2 separate regions of the Salmo salar genome follow, and region 2 is linked to region 1. Evidence: chromatin contacts called from public Hi-C data. All regions are on one chromosome and are shown on one strand. Each heading gives the region's core, a stretch centred on a gene start, on an enhancer-like site or on the middle of the called end of the contact. The rest is flanking DNA. Distances are from core to core; before and after follow the strand shown.

The links. A called contact is a pair of places that touch in the nucleus more often than the background predicts.
Region 2: a contact with region 1 is called in a Hi-C map of blood, with 5 times the contacts expected there. The contact joins the promoter of LOC106585038 here to the enhancer-like site in region 1. A contact is called at or near these places in 3 of 3 Hi-C or Micro-C datasets (blood, gill and muscle).

Annotation. Positions count from the first base shown.
Region 1 is chrssa24:14,675,271-14,678,023 of Ssal_v3.1, forward strand. LOC106585038 (phosphatidylinositol 4-phosphate 5-kinase type-1 beta) reads right to left here. Exons shown (of 15, transcript XM_014170787.2): 12 at 1,818-1,973; 13 at 543-663. Among protein-coding and RNA genes, the nearest start is that of polk, 49 kb to the left of the region's middle. Within about 2 kb of position 1,376, at least 2 of the 13 cell types and tissues checked have an H3K27ac peak or open chromatin away from gene starts, as enhancers often do.
Region 2 is chrssa24:14,754,025-14,756,777 of Ssal_v3.1, forward strand. LOC106585038 (phosphatidylinositol 4-phosphate 5-kinase type-1 beta) reads right to left here and starts at 1,428. Exons shown (of 15, transcript XM_014170787.2): 1 at 1,140-1,428.

The sequences.
Region 1 (2,753 bases), core at 126-2,625:
CTGTGTGAATTTAAATATGCTCTCTCTAATTCTCTCTTTCTCTCGGAGGACCTGAGCCCTAGGACCATGCCTCAGGACTACCTGGCATGATGACTCCTTGCTGTCCCCAGTTCACCTGGCCGTGCTGCTGCTCCAGTTTCAACTGTTCTGCCTGCGGCTATGGAACCCTGACCTGTTCACCGGACGTGCTTGTTGCACCCTCGACAACTACTATGATTATTATTATTTGACCATGCTGGTCATTTATGAACATTTTTACATCTTGACCATGTTCTGTTATAATATCCACCCGGCACAGCCAGAAGAGGACTGGCCACCCCTCATAGCCTGGTTCCTCTCTAAGTTTCTTCCTGGGTTTTTGGCCTTTCTAGGGAGTTTTTCCTAGCCACCGTGCTTCTTTCACATGCATTGCTTGCTGTTTGGGGTTTTAGGCTGGGTTTCTGTACAGCACTTTGAGATATCAGCTGATGTACGAAGGGCTATATAAATACATTTGATTTGAAGGTCTAGAGGAAGCAGAGGTAGACAGCGGATAGAGGTACCTGTCTTCAGACTGGGTCTCCAGGTTGACAAAGATGGAGGAGGAGATGGTTCCCATGGAGGAGCCCTCGTAGAAGGATGGGGTGGCAGGGACGAGGTCAGGACGCAGGTAGGAGCCAAACACTGGGAGAAACACACACACACACACACACAAAGCTATGACCTCACTGAGAGACAAACACAAAGCCATGACCTCACTGATAATGCCTTCAGTCAGTCAATCTATGATCGCTGCTGTACTATTAGTCTAAAGAAGGTTGGACCCACAGGACAGAACATGTGTGTTTGATTTAATTAGATGAGATAATAAAGTGTGAATAAAACAATTATGTAAGTGTCCCTGCATGAACCTTCTATCCCTCAAAATAGTACGAGTAGAATTGGTTAACTGGAATAGAGTAAGCTATTAAAAATGAAACATTTCATTTGCTTTATGGAAGGGATCATCAACTAGATTAATATTTGATTAAAACAATCATTTCAAACCTTGCTGACATTTACATACGATCACGTCTCTCTACTTTAGAACACAAACACCACTTGGAGTTGATTTGCTGGTGTTTTTACAGTCTTTTATGTCCCCCCCCCCACAAAAAAACTTTGGGGCCAAATAAAACCACCCGTGGGCTGAATTCGGCACACGGGGTACACGGTATGTTATGTGACAGTTGTACATAGTGTACCAGGGTGTTGTTTAGTTAAAAACAGGGGAAAAAAATAGGATTTTCAATTAACGAAAGAAGCTATGTTGCAATATAAACCAAGACTTCCCTCTGCCTTATTCAGAAGTCCACACCCTCATCTCTTCCTGTAATATTGGCTAACAGTGGTGTTACCTCAGAGGAAGGTCAAGAGTTACGAAAGCTCAGTGGCTACTGCTGACGGTCCTGATTGTAACTCAGCCAGCCATATACAGCCCCGCCACTGGAGTCAGGGCCTGATAATGGATCCCCAAGAGACAAAGAGCGAGGGATAATGACGACTCGTTGATAATGCTAACTCAGTCGCGCGCACACACACACACACACACAAAATGGGCTGGCTGTAATAACAGGACATTTCAGTGAGGCCTGGACGTGGACGGGAGACAGTTTTATGGTGCTACTGAAGGACCTGTTTATGGGGAACAAGTGGTTCTGAAAGGTCCATCTATCCGGACATAGAGATGTGTTCTACATGACAGATCTGGCGAGCGAAAGTGACTTCTGTTTGGTGCTTTTGGCTCAACCTCAACCATGAATGTGTGGATGATTGATGATGGTGTGCTGCTGGTCTACCTTGTCCCTCTAGACTAGCCAGACTGCGTGCTCCTCCCAGCCTGTCCCGACTCTCCTCTTCGTTCTCCTCCTTCTGAGAAGACAGGATTTCCTGAGAGAACGACTTCAGAGCAGGGATGGACGTACGTGCTCTCTTAGAAGGGGAGAACCGAATGGCTGCAGAGAGAGAAACAGAGAGAGAGAGAGAGAGAAACAGAGAGAGAGAGAAACAGAGAGAAACAGAGAGAGAGAGAACAGAGAGAGAGAGAGAGAGAAACAGAGAGAGAGAGAGAGAGAAACAGAGAGAGAGAGAGCGAGAAACAGAAAGAGAAACGGAGAGAGAAACGGAGAGAGGAGGGGTAAATGAGTGGTGGGGAAGAGATAAGGAAAGAGGAGGGGGGGGAAGAGAGGAAAATAAGGAACAAGACAAGACAGGAGGTAGGGGAGAGAGTGAGTGGGTAGGGGAGAGAAGCAAGAGAGAAATAGGGAGAGATGGAGGGAACAGATTATCCTGATTGCAACCATTATCGTGCATAATCAGGCTCGGAGCGTCTGTCCCAAATTAGCAGTAAAAAGATCAAACTGTTAACGCATAATAATTATTACACAACTGTCCCCCAGACGTTCCATTCTGACTCCCAAGCAGAGCATGAAATCCTCTCCCATCGTATCTCACTGTGCAGAAGCAGGCATAATAACACCAGGCAGCTAAATCCCAAATCATCTTCATTAAATCAGCGGGCCACACTGTTCCGTAACACTGCTTTATATCATCTTGACATATTCCCCCGAGTCAAAACCCTGCAGTGAGAGGGGCTTCAGCCCCTTGGATGATTCCCAAATTACAACCACTGGGGGGCTGTCATGGCCACCACCCAAACATGGGGCAGAGGGCAACCATTTCCTCTCTGAAAACAACAAGCTATTCCTGGGAAAAGACCGGCAGATATCCTAGCG
Region 2 (2,753 bases), core at 178-2,677, 79 kb after region 1:
AGTGTGCTGAAAGTCTGTTGTCAATTTGTTTACTGTGAAATAGCATTGTATCTGGTCAAACACCATTTTTTCCAGAAGTTTACTAAGAGTTGGTAACAGGCTGATTGGTCGGCTATTTGAGCACAGTAAAGGGGGCTTTACTATTCTTGGGTAGCAGAAAGACTTTAGCTTCCCTCCAGGCCTGAGGGCACACACTTTCTAGTAGGCTTAAATTGAAGATGTGGCAAATAGGAGTGGCAATATTGTCGGCTATTATCCTCAGTAATTTTACATCCAGATTGTCAGAACCCGGTGGCTTGTCATTATTGTTGATATTCAACAATCATTTTTTTCACCTCTTCCACACTGACTTTACAGAATTCATTAAGGTGACCTGCTAAAAAGTATTATATATAGTGCGTGTATCCCTGAGGATGCCAGGTGTTGAAAAGTCCCAGGCTTCCCAGAGTCCTTGGAACACTGAGAAAGGTCCCCAACCTAGCCAATATTGATAACATAAGGGATCTCACCAGTAGATTGGTAGGCTTATTTTCCAGAAATCAACAACAGAAATGGGCTATCCAGCACAAACCCTATGTGTTCATCAATATGAGAGTCTAGCCTATTTATCACCAATGGCAACTGTAATGTGTTCAAGTACTGATACCTTGAGCTATTGCTACATGAAGGCTAACACCAAGGCGCCACTTCCTCGCAATATTACGTCATTTCACACTTTTCTGAATAAACTGTTTCTCAGAGTAGCACATCAACAGCTAGCAGTAAACCTTGCCAGACTGCAGCTAAATTCAAGTTAGCCTTATAAACTGGGGTGCACTACTAAGTGTTTTCTTTTGCAGGCCATTGGTAAACAAGTTCTGGTGTTCTCATCAACATTTCGCTGTAATAGTTGGTGGTCACGAAACGGGGTTAAGGTTATGTTATGTTGCATTTCCAGGCTTGACTATTTTAGTAATTTAACACGTCCTCGCCCTACTGGGAGGAAGCCGGTTAATCTTCGACTGACAATAACACCTTTGCCAGCAATTGCTGAAACGTCTCCTCATGTCATGTCACCTGACCAATATGGCACAACTCAAATAGATACTTCAACGGACAGGTAAATATCAGAATTATCAAGAATAACACATCAATCTTACCAGCTGTTCTTCCTCGTTTGGGTAGCGAAGTTGATCTTGTCTTTCCGTGTGATTTCAGAGAGTATTCCAGTCCCCTTTAGGCAATATTTAGAGAGCGCAAGTGGCTGTTAGTGCGGCTCCCTGCGTACGGTAGCCTATGCTGTATGTATCCGGCTACTGACAGAGAGGTAGACTTGGCTACACACAGTTCTCATTCTCCGCCTCTCAGCATAACCAGGCATTCAGTGCACCAACCTACTCTGATGTGATGCAGAACTTGTATAAGCAAGCCATCTACAGGGCAGTGACGGTAGGTTACAGAAGGTTTGATTTTCACCACTGATCTCCTTGCTGGTGTATGGTGCATTTCATTATGGGGAATAACGTCATCTAGTGGCTGACAACTTCCGTTGCATTTGGAATGTCTGCCAACAAAGTTGTACAATTCAATGGCTAAGTAGAAAAGGGTTCATTATAAACGGGCTTGCCCAAGACTAGTCCATGATCATGACTCTCAGTTCCATTACATTACACATAAGTCATTGGATGAAGACGTCTTCTGTATGGGGGAGTTTTGTTATGAGCAGCAACACTCAATTTGAACATTAACACCCATCGCTTGCGGGTACTGTTTTGGAAACATAGGAACCTTATCTTTAATATCAGCGAGAAAGTTTTTTCAAAAAACAAAAGGTTACATTGATACACACCCTGATAGGGTTAGTGTTCCCACACGGCCATATCACTATGTTACAGTGATTGTTTATGGGAGACAAGAGTCGGCAAACTGTGATAATTAGCTATCTAGCATGCCCCGAACACCTGTGTGTCAGTGTAACTCGGGAAGTGTAGTTTCGTCAGATGGAGGCACTCATAGCTGTTTAGATGGATCTATGCAAAACTGCTACAAGTGTATATGTTTTATTTTAAGGGTTCTTTCTCGCTGATTTAAAGAAAAGGGCCATATGTTTCAAAAGTCGTATCACAAGCAATGATGATTGACATTTCTGAACGTAAAACACAGTGTCGGGATTGTAGTCCACACGAGCCAGTCGTGGGTGAAGCTAATGGCTATAAAAGGGAGTAGGCAGAATGCCGCCTAGAGTTTTCGAGAGCTACTCCAAGACTAAAGAACCAACTACTATACAACCCACAGAGAACATGCAGAGGCACAGTTGACAAGGGAAAACTCCCTAGATAGGAAGGAACCTTGACGAACCAGACTCTGAGGGGAGACAGTTGCCTGTAGACAAACTGTCTGCTGATTTTGATAAAAGGATGCGTCTTCGACAGCAAACGACAGATGAGCATATACAGTGCATTTGTAAAGTATTCAGACCCCTTGACTTTTCCCACATTTTATTATGTTAGTCTTATTCTAAAAATGGATTACATTGTCCTCATCAATCTACACACACCCAATAATGACAAAGCGAAAATATTGTTTATGAAAAATATATTTTATGAAAATTATGAGACTCGAAATTGAGCTCAGGTGTATCCTGTTCCCATAGACCATCCTTGATTGGAGTCCACCTGTGGTAAATTAAATTGATTGGACTTGATTTGGAAAGGCACACACCTGTCTATATAAGGTCCCACAGTTGACAGTGTGTGTCAGAGCAAAAATCATGC